Regions from separate parts of the Capra hircus genome. Here region 1 is linked to region 2. A link is a contact called in public Hi-C data. All regions are on one chromosome and are shown on one strand. The core of a region is the stretch at or near the end of the contact, and the rest is flanking DNA. Distances in the headings are between cores, read along the strand shown.

Region 1 (5,151 bases), core at 1,777-4,276, 81 kb before region 2:
GGTGGGCTGCCATCTATGGGGTCGCACAGAGTCGGACACAGCTGAAGTGACTTAGCATTAGTAGCAGCAGCAGCACTAAGTCAGAGACAGAGGCAGGTCAATGCAATTCTCAGGAGAAGCCCTCAAATGGAAGCAAAGAATTCCTCCCTACCCACATTTATTTGGCTCCTGAAATTTGGAGAGTGAGTATTTAGACTGTGGCTATTAAGAGGGATAGCTCCAAAATTTTTCTGAATCCACACAGTTCCCAAGTTTCAGATAACTACACATGCTTATTACTACTTTCTACCTCATCCCAGTCCCTTATCCTGGAAGTGGATTGGAGCTGACTGCTCTGTGTTAGGAAACACACAGTCATGTACTCCTATAACCAATACTGCTTCCCTGGTGGCTCAGATAGTACAGAATCTGCCTGCAAAGTGGGGAGACCTGAGTTCAGTCCCTGAGTGGGGAAGATCCCCTGGAGCAGGGCATGGCAACCCACTCCAGTATTCTTGCCCGGAGAATCCCCATGGACAGAGGAGCCTGGCAGGCTACAGTCCATGGGGTCGCATTGAGTCGGACGCCACTGAGCGACTAAGCACAGCACAGCAGTGCCCCTCTCCAGAAGCAACCACTGAAGCCAGTATCTTTGTTCCATAACAGAGGCAGTCTATGCATAGTCAAGTATATTCTAATTTGCTTTAGACAATCATTTCTAGGTCACTTCCAGGTTTTAGTGTGCCGGCTTGCAGCCGGCTGCGCTCAGATATGCAGATACCACCACCCTTATGGCAGAAAGTGAAGAGGAGCTAAAAAGCCTCTTGATGAAAGTGAAAGAGGAGAGTGAAAAAGTTGGCTTAAAGCTCAACATTCAGAAAACGAAGATCATGGCATCTGGCTCCATCACTTCATGGGAAATAGATGGGCAAACAGTGGAAACAGTGTCAGACTTTATTTTTTTGGGCTCCAAAAATCACTGCAGATGGTGACTGCAGCCATGAAATTAAATGATGCTTTCTCCTTGGAAGAAAAAGTTATGACCAACCTAGATAGTATATTCAAAAGCAGAGACATTACTTTGCCGACTAAGGTCCATCTAGTCAAGGCTATGGTTTTTCCTGTGGTCATGTATGGATGTGAGAGTTGGACTGTGAAGAAGGCTGAGCACCGAAGAATTGATGCTTTTGAACTGTGGTGTTGGAGAAGACTCTTGAGAGTCCCTTGGACTGCAAGGAGATCCAACCAGTCCGTTCTGAAGGAGATCAACCTTGGGATTTCTTTGGAAGGAATGATGCTAAAGCTGAAACTCCAGTACTTTGGCCACCTCATGCGAAGAGTTGACTCATTGGGAAAGACTCTGATGCTGGGAGGGATTGGGGGCAGGAGGAGAAGGGGACGACCAAGGATGAGATGGCTGGATGGCATCACAGACTCGATGGACGTGAGTCTGAGTGAACTCTGGGAGATGGTGATGGACAGGGAGGCCTGGCATGCTGCAATTCATGGGGTCACAAAGAGTCGGACACGACTGAGCGACTGAACTAAACTGAACTCCAGGTTTTAAGATGTACTTTAAAGGCACGGATATGAAAACTGTCTGTTTACAAGCTTACGTCAGAAGAGATTACTCATATTTAATGGGCTAAATGCGGGGGGGTGGGGAGGCAGTCATCTACGCACAGTGGTCACATACCTTCTGGCTTTGCTACTGTTATTAGCTAATATTTATTAGCACCAGGCATTTTGCTCACTGCTTCACATGGATTACCACCTTATGTCATCATCACAAAAACCCAATAAGAAAGGCACATCCGATGATTTACCTTATACACAGGAAAATGAAGTCTCAAAGAGAAGGAAAACAGTTCACTGTAAATGGAAGAGTCTTAACCTAAAGTGGACTCCAGAGACCAAGTTCTTTGCCTTTTCACTATTATAGCCAGTCTGAAGCATGATGCTGTTTTGTTCTGGAACTTTTTTTTCCCTTTTACGTATTTACTTAGCTCTGTTTAGAAACACAGAATAGGTGAGGAGCTGTGTTTGCAGCATGACTTTCAGTGTTATCTTTTTCAAGGACTTCTCCAATCCAACTCTACTATAAACCACCTTGAGGGCACAGCCAGCTCCTGCCACTCCCCAGGGACTTCCCAGGATCACTCCCAATTTGGCCGTACTGTCTTTTCCTTCTAGACACTGGCTCGTCTCATGAAAAACACAGGCCACTCTTCTCTAGTCCACTGAGATGTGTATTCACAGTTGTTCAACTCTTAATTTCTCCAGGGTGCTGTTAATTCATGTACAATAAATAGACCAACTCTGCGTCTCAGGTAACCAGCCTCAATCTGTATACACAAAATAGATCCAGGAAACCCTTCTCGGGTGACTGGAAAGACCCTTCCACTATAACCATAAAGAGAAGGAAAACAGATACTCCAGAAACGCCTGCTGCGGATCTGGGCTCATGGTAAACTCCTGCCTTATAAACTGATTGACTAAACTCACTGACTACTAACTGAGTCATCAGGAACTTTAAAACTTCATAACCACACATTCTAAAATTCCTTGTAGAGCATCCCTGGGGGCTCAGTGGTACAGAATCTGCCTGCCAATGCAGGAGACACAGGCTCGATACCTGGTCTGGGAGGATCCCACATGCTGCAGGGCAACTAAGCCCCTCGCCGCAACTGCTGCAGCCCAGGTGCCCTGGAGGCTGAGCTCCACTGCAAGAGAAGCCCACACACTGCACCTGGAGGGCAGGCCCCGCTCGCCGCGACAAGAGAAAAGCCGGAGGAACAATGCAGGCCCGGCACAGACAAAAATAAATTAGAAACAAAAGTTGCTTTAAGTAATAAAATCCCTGATAAAGAAATGGACCCTAATCTCTTGAGTGAAAAAAAAGATGGTAAAATTTCACATACTGAATTTTCTAGATTAACATTTTTAAAAATAAATAAAATATGGGGACTTGTATTAATTTGCTGTAGCTGCTATAACAAAGGACCACAGGCTACATGGCTGAAACAGCAAAAATGTACTGTCTCTCAGTTCTGGAGTCTGCATGGCTGATATCACAGCAATGGCAAGGTTAGTTCCTGAGGGCTATGAGGGAAGGGTCCATCCAGGCCTCTCTCTTTGGCCTGTAAATGGCTCTCTTCATGCTCACACAGCACTCTCCCTGTACGTGTCTCTGTCCAAGTTTTCTCTTCTTATAAAGGCACTCATCATATTGGATCAGGGGCCCACCTTATTCCAGTATAACCTCATGTTGTATCCACAATAATCCTATTTCCAAGTAAGGTCACATTCTGGGGGTCAGGGCTTCAACATTTGAATTTGAGGAGTGAAGGGCAATTCAGACTATAACAAGACTCAAGTTAATTTAGCTTTAAGTCTCTCATTTGACAACTAAGTCCCTCGACCCTAAACAATCTCGATAGCTTATGGCAATAAATGCTAGTCTCTCAGTCGTGTCCATGGGCTGTACCCGGCCAAGCTCTTCTGTCCATGGAACTCTCCAGGCTAGAATACTGGAGTTGGTTGCCATTTCCTTCTCCAGAGGATATTCTCAACCGGGGGATCAAACCCAGGTCTCCTGCATTACAGGCGGATTCTTTACCATCTTTATGGCAATTAAAATATATACATATATATATATATATATATATAGCCATGACATTAAAAGATGCTTGCTTCTTGGAAGAAAAGCTATGACAAACCTAGATAGCGTATTAGAAAGCAGAGACATTACTTTGCCAACAAAGGTTCATATAGTCAAAGCTATGGTTTTTCCAGTAGTCATGTATGACTGTGAGAGCTGGACCATAAAGAAGACTGACCACTGAAGAACTGATGCTTTTGTACTGTGGTGTTGGAGAAAACTCTTGAGAGACCCTTGGACTGCCAGATCAACCCAGTCAATCCTAAAAGAAATCAATCCTGAATATTCGTTGGAAGGACGGATGCTGAAGCTCAAATACTTTGGCCACCTGATGTGAAGAGCTAACTCATTTGATAAGACTCTGATGCTGGGAAAGATTGAGGGTGTGAGGAGAAGGGGATGACAGGGAACAAGACAGTTGGATGGCAACACCAACTCAATGGACACGAGTTTGAATGAGCTCCGGGAGATGGTCAAGGACAGGGAAGCTTGGTGTGCTGCCCTCCATGGGGTGGAAAAGAGTCAGACAAGACTGAGCAACTGAACAACAAAATAGTAATTCAGGAATAGTAACAGGAATTGTTACAATAGTAACAATAGTAACTTGTTATAACAGTAACAAATAATTCAGGAATGCAACAATAGTAACAATGAATACATTCATACATATTCTACATATATCATAAAAATATAAGAATATATATAAAATAATATATACAGAACACACATAATATAAGACTATATAGACAGAATATGTATAATATATATACTATATAAGAATATATTATATAACATGTATTAAATGATATATATAACATATTCTTATATATATAAGAATGCATTCTTATATAAGAATATATTCATATATATACATACACTTATTACTATTCCTAAATTAAGATTAGATAGTATCCTTCAAGTTTCTTTGCTGAAGACCATCAAAGTCTATCTACCTAGTTTTGCCATACCATTTCAACCAGACTCCTTCCTAAGATTTATTTAAAACAAGAATTTCAGGAAGGTCAGAGCTAATCATAAAATGGCCACATTTCTAATAGTTAGCAATAAGATGTAAACTTCCTTTAAGAAATAAGGGAGTCAACACTTTACTGATGATCAAACAAAAATACTACATTTTATTTGGCTGGCTACTTAAAAAATCTTTTTCTCCAAATCCTCTAAATCAACTTTAAAACCTCTCCTCTTTTAAATAATTATATTAAATAAGCATCTCCTCTTCGGTACCTTTCACTTGAATCGGGGAATCTAAGTAAACTCTATCTGTGGGTATCAACCCTGACTATACACTGAGAAACATCTAAAAATATCAGTACCTTACCCTGCTGCTCCTGCTGAGTCGCATCAGTCGTGTCCGACCCTGTGCGACCCCAGAGACGGCAGCCCACCAGGCTCCGCCATCCCTGGGATTCTCCAGGCAAGAACACTGGAGTGGGTTGCCATTTCCTTCTCCAATGCATGAAAGTGCAAAGTGAAAGAAGTCGCTCAGTTGT
Region 2 (5,396 bases), core at 1,369-3,868:
GTTCTCTGCATATAAGTTAAATAAGCAGGGTGACAATACAGCCTTGATGTACTCCTTTTTCTATTTGGAACCAGTCTGTTGTTCCATGTCCAGTTCTAACTATTCACACGGTCTTAACTGCTCTGAGGCATGTGGAATCCTCCAAGACCAGGGATCGAACCCATGTCTCCTGCATTCGCAGGTAGATTCTTATCCACTGTGCCGCCGAGGAAGCCCTATAAGTCTATGTCTTGGACATAGAGAAACTGTCATCAAACTACTCCTCTCAGCATACTCTCGAGTACATATAAAGCCATTTGCAATTATAGCTGGTTCTCAGTTGAAAATCACATCCATTTTAGCACAATTTGGTACAGTATAATAGCAAGTCATTAGGAAATGCAAGATCAGGAATGAAGCACTATGGAAACAATTAAGGCAGAGAGTTCTTTTCTTTCTTCCAAATTCGAGCCTCAGTAAATGGTTTCTGAACAATGACACAATCCTCTATTTAAACAAAACTTTTCCACTCTTATTACTGACACAAGAATTGCTCAACAATTCCTGAAGCTCTAAAGTTTGTGAGTGATACGCTTTATCAAGAATTTATGGCTCTAAACCCAGAGCATAAGGAAGTGAAAGAGCTACACAAAGTTATACTGATCAAAGGAGCCAAAATATACTTTTAGTATTCTCTCCACAACCTCCTCACATTAAAAAAACGTGAACATCAGTCAACTTTCAAAATATCTGAGGGTGCTTGGTGTAAACATCCAAATATTTAAATTAATAGAGACTATCTAAAACATATTTAGCTGTGGAAGTTTATTTACAATGTGAAAATAATTAATCCTTAATCATGCCGATCACACTAACAGATTATTCCAAAACTCATTGTACAGCTAAAACTATCAAAACAAGAGTTTGAGAAGGCACGTACAACTCAAGTTTCTGCTGCTCCTCACGGCACTGCCCAGAAACCCATCCACAAGAGCCACTTCTTCCCGCTTCATTTGTTCCCAGAGGCCCAATAGGCTAAACATTATATAGCTCACCCCATTTTCTCATTTCAGCTTGCATTTAAGATAATGCTTTTGTTTCATTTACAACTCACATGCTGCTGACACAGCTGCCCCTTCTTTGTAATAAACACAGGGCTTCTATATTTAAAAATACAGTGAAACTTTGTTATAACATCCCCTCCCCAGGCTCCGGCCAATTTTCTCTCTTCCGAGCCCCACCACCACGCCAGGATTTGCTAGCCGCGGCGCTCAAAACGTTATAGACCCTTTGGAGAAGTCACATTTCTTCTTGAAAGACATCTCATCCCAATGGTTATTTTTCTTCTGCAGAACGCGCGCGCGCGCGCGTGTGTGTTGGGCGCGGAGCGGGGCGCGGAGAACCGGACGGATGCCCTCGCCCTTCCCGAGCCAAAGCACTCAGGTCTGCGGCTCCCGAGTCTGGGGTGCTTTCTGTGAACGGCGGCCGGCGCCCCACATGTCAAGCCGGGGTGCCCTCGGCGCGGGGCTCGGGCGCCCCGGGGGGACCCGCGCCGGGCGGGCGGCAGCGGCGCGGTCGGGAGAGCGCGCCCGGGCCGTCGGGGGTCCCCGGCCCGCACCCCGCCCGGGGGCTGCTTTGTGTCGGGGGTCCGGGGGGCGGGCGGGGTGTTTCTAGTGAAGACCCCGGGCGCGATGACTCGGGGCTCCGAGCCGGGCGCGGGCGAACACGCCCCGCGTCGCACGGGACCGTCCGAGGCGAGGGTGTGTGCCTGCCGGGGGCGCTGGGGGCCGATAAGGCGAGGCCGGGGTTAATCATCGCCTCCCGAGCTTTGGGGAGGCGACGGCCCGGGCCCGCAGCGGCGGGAGGACGGCCCCGGGAGAAGCGAAACCCCGCGCCCCGCGCCTCTGCCCCGCCGGCCTCCCGCGCGAGCAGCGGCAGCCTGAGCGCACCCGCTCCTCCCGCCCGCCCGGCTCCGCACTCAGGCAGCCCAGATCTCACCGCAGGGCTCCAGGGCGCGTTCTCCACCAAAATCACCTGGATGGGGCGGGGGAGGGGGGGGCAAGAAAAAAAAAGAGCCAGAGCCACTGGAAATAAAACAAGTCGGTTTCGCCTGTCAGTTTCTGAAAAGTGTTACCACGTTCCCATACCGGGAGTCGAACCCGGGCCGCCTGGGTGAAAACCAGGAATCCTAACCGCTAGACCATATGGGAAGTGCTGTGAGGAGCTCCGCGGTGACTCACCTGACAAGAGCGAACGCCGCCGCCCCAGCTCCACCACCCGCAGCCGCCGCCGCCTCGGGGCCGCCGCCGCCTGCTCCCCAGCTCCCCACGCGCTCGCGAGCCCGGGAGCGCGCCTGGCAGGAGCGCGCGGGCGTCCCAGCGGTGGGGCGGGGTCGCTCCGCCGCCTGAGGAAAAGTTCTGAGGCCAAGCCCAGCGACTCTCGGCCCCAAAACCAGCTGTTTCACCTTTCTTTCTTTTTTTTTTTTTAAACTCCGCCAACGGCCCGCTCCCCAGCCTACGGGTCCGGGCTGCTCCGCCGGTCAAAGTGCGTGGGGACCAGTTGGCAAAGTTGAGGGCGGCGACGTCTCTGGGAACAGCTGTTTGCGTTCGGGGCGGAGGCGGCGCGCGAGCTCCTCGGGCCCCGAGCCAGCGAGCCTAGAAGGAGGTGGAGGTTCTGGATCTCGGGAGGGGAAAAGAGAGAGAGAAGGCGAGCTGACGCGGAGACGCGAGACTCGAGCGTGCCCCCAAGTCCCGTCGCGCTCTCGCCCCTGGTCGGCGACCTCAGCCCCTTATAACGACCCCACCTCTCGGGGAGCCGGAGGCCCGCCCCTCGAGGAGGAGCGCAGGGGAGGCGAGCGCGAACGCGGATTGGGTCGCCGGGGCACCCGTAGTTGGGAGCGGCGGAACGCGGGCCCCGGGGACGGCGGGAGGCGTCCGCGCTCCGAGGCTGCGGTGGGCCTCGTGGTGAGCTGGGGCCTGGTTGTCCCCGCGCGGAGAACGCGAGCCTCGGCCGGGGCCGGGGGCGGCCCGCGGAGCGCCTGGACCAGTCATGTGAGTCGGGTTTCTCAGGCTCTCAAACAACGAGGTCTTGTTTCTCCGGGCGGCCCTTCTCCCGCCGGGTCTCTCCCTCCGCCACCGCCCCTCTCCCCCCGCGCGCCCTCGGCCAGGGGCGTGACGGAAGCGCCCTTAACTCGCTCGGGGCCGGCTGCGGACCGGCGCGGCCGGTTCTCCCGTCCCGGGATGGGGACGCGCGGGCTCTGGCAGGGAGCCTGGCGGCCCCTGCAGGTAGGACGGCCGCCGTGGAGCGACAGAGGGCTGCCGCCGCCTCCACCGTCGGGGGCCGCGAGCATCCTCGTTCTGGCGGCGCTTGAACCGTGGGGTGTTGTGAAACCGGAGGGTTGGACTGCGGCCACCGCTGCCGCCTCCGCCTGCTAGAAGCGGCCAGCCCTGGTTAGCTTATGACTTTAATTTTTGGTCTTGCCTGCTGAGAGATCCTTGAGGCTCAAGAACAAACTATTAACTGATAGTCTCGGAGGATCCACAGTCTCCCACCAGAAGCGTCTTATGTTTAGTTCTTTGAGTGGAAATAACGATTTCACGTGAACTTTTTGAGTTTCTTCAAGTCTCCATTACGGTAACCTCACCTCCAAAAATGCCAGAAAGGAATGGATGATCTTCTCCAGCATGTTCCTTATTTCTTAATACTGATGACAATAACAAATGATACATTTTTTAAAGCTATTTTGTTGAAGGGAGTTTTAAATACGGTGCAGACTTTTCTACTCTAGTGGCAACAATTTCAGTTGACTGCTTTCAATCGGCTAAATAATAAAGCAGGATGCTGTGTGTAACAAGATTGTGAAGCTTGCATGTCGGATTGCAAGTTGAAGATGGAAATCACGCAAAAATTACCTTTTTAGGTTCTAAATAAACTTGTTTTTTCTTTTCCAGGGCAGACTACTGGAAGTCACAACCCAAGAAATTCTGTGATTACTGCAAGTGTTGGATCGCGGACAATAGGCCTGTATGATGATTCCTCTGTTAAGAGTCTCCTGATAACTGTGTTCATGCGAGATGTTCTTTGTTGATCTCAACTGAGAGCTTACAAAGTACTTTCATATGCGTTGCTCTTGATTTTTCAAAACATCGAACAATTTCTGTTGTGTTTTCATTCCTTGTAGGAAAGTTGTGAGCCTTCTTTATCATCAGCCCAAATTTGATTATCTACTAAGCCAAATTATTTCTCTCTGGCCCTTCAGTCACATTCAGGAACTGGACATTGAGTGGGTAATCACATTCATGTTTATGAAACACCTAGGTTATGACGGTGCTGTTTGTAATATTGTTGTATACAAAGAAAAGTAAAAGCAGAAAGTCCTTAACTGTAAAAAGAAACGTTATTGTAGTTTTTCTTGTATATTTCTGCTCTCTAGGTAGTTAAATATTTAATGTAGAGCTTTATATTTCTAAATGCTTAAATTTGAAAGACATCATTATCTTTGTCATGGAATATGAAAACAACAAACTTTAAGCACATTGTTAGTATATCATTTAGTCCAAATTCACCTTTTAAGACATAAAAGGAAAGACACTATTGATTTTTTTTTTCACCCCATCTCATGCATGTTTTTGTACTATGTATGTAGTAGATAAATGATAGGGTATTTTTTAGATGTATATTTGTATCCGTATTACTTGGTAGAGGTGGATGGGTAAAATAATAGTAACACCATCTGTAACAATGTTATGTTTCTTTGGTAGACGTTTATTTATTATTATCTGAAAAGAGTTTGAGTATATTTTTCAGTTTTGTCTTTATTTCTTCTTGAATAGTTGCTAAAGTTCTTGACTATCTTGTTTGATTTTGCCCATCCTTACCAAAAAAAAAAAAAAGTCACAAGTTTTAAAAGCTATGCAAATCACGATAGCCTCTCTTCCTTGGAAGTATGCAAGCAATTCAGTTAAGTTTTTGAGTTATCTAGAGAAAATAATTCTTTCTAGGAGTGTCTTTCTTCATTTCCTTGAATGGCTAATACACATTGATTTAACCTTTAACTAGAAACAATTTATTTTTGATTGGGCCTTTAATATTCTCTGTATAGTAAAATCAACTTTAGGAAACCAAGATATGAAAAATAGAGGATGAATATTTGCTTTACGAAGTCACACTTTAAAGAGGAATTCACAGCAGTACTTTAGAGTAACTCAGCAAGTGCATTAGGTAAGAATTGATTGACAGGACTTTGCAAAGTTACCCAGAAATTTCTTATTTCATACAGCACATTTGAAATTTAGAGAGCATTCTTGCTGTTAAATAGGTAATGATATTCACTCCTCAGCTCAGTCCCCATCCATCCAGTTACCATCATTCCTCATAGGTTACCCCTGTTTTCACATTCTTGTCTGTGCTTCCATATT

What was found. A called contact is a pair of places that touch in the nucleus more often than the background predicts.
Region 1: a Hi-C map of blood shows a contact between it and region 2, with 4 times the contacts expected there. The contact joins the enhancer-like site here to the promoter of ELF1 in region 2. A contact is called at or near these places in 2 of 5 Hi-C or Micro-C datasets (both in blood).

Annotation. Positions count from the first base shown.
Region 1 is chr12:75,339,961-75,345,111 of ARS1.2, reverse strand. The region is part of intron 2 of ELF1 (ETS-related transcription factor Elf-1); the gene reads right to left. Among named protein-coding and RNA genes, the nearest start is that of TRNAK-CUU, 14 kb to the right of the region's middle. Within about 2 kb of position 3,026, at least 2 of the 5 cell types and tissues checked have an H3K27ac peak or open chromatin away from gene starts, as enhancers often do.
Region 2 is chr12:75,258,661-75,264,056 of ARS1.2, reverse strand. ELF1 (ETS-related transcription factor Elf-1) reads right to left here and starts at 2,618. Exons shown (of 9, transcript XM_018056807.1): 1 at 2,220-2,618. WBP4 (WW domain-binding protein 4) reads left to right here and starts at 2,682. Exons shown (of 10, transcript XM_018056809.1): 1 at 2,682-3,029; 2 at 3,930-4,002. The coding sequence starts at 3,028. TRNAE-UUC (a tRNA gene) reads right to left here and starts at 2,189; the gene lies at 2,118-2,189.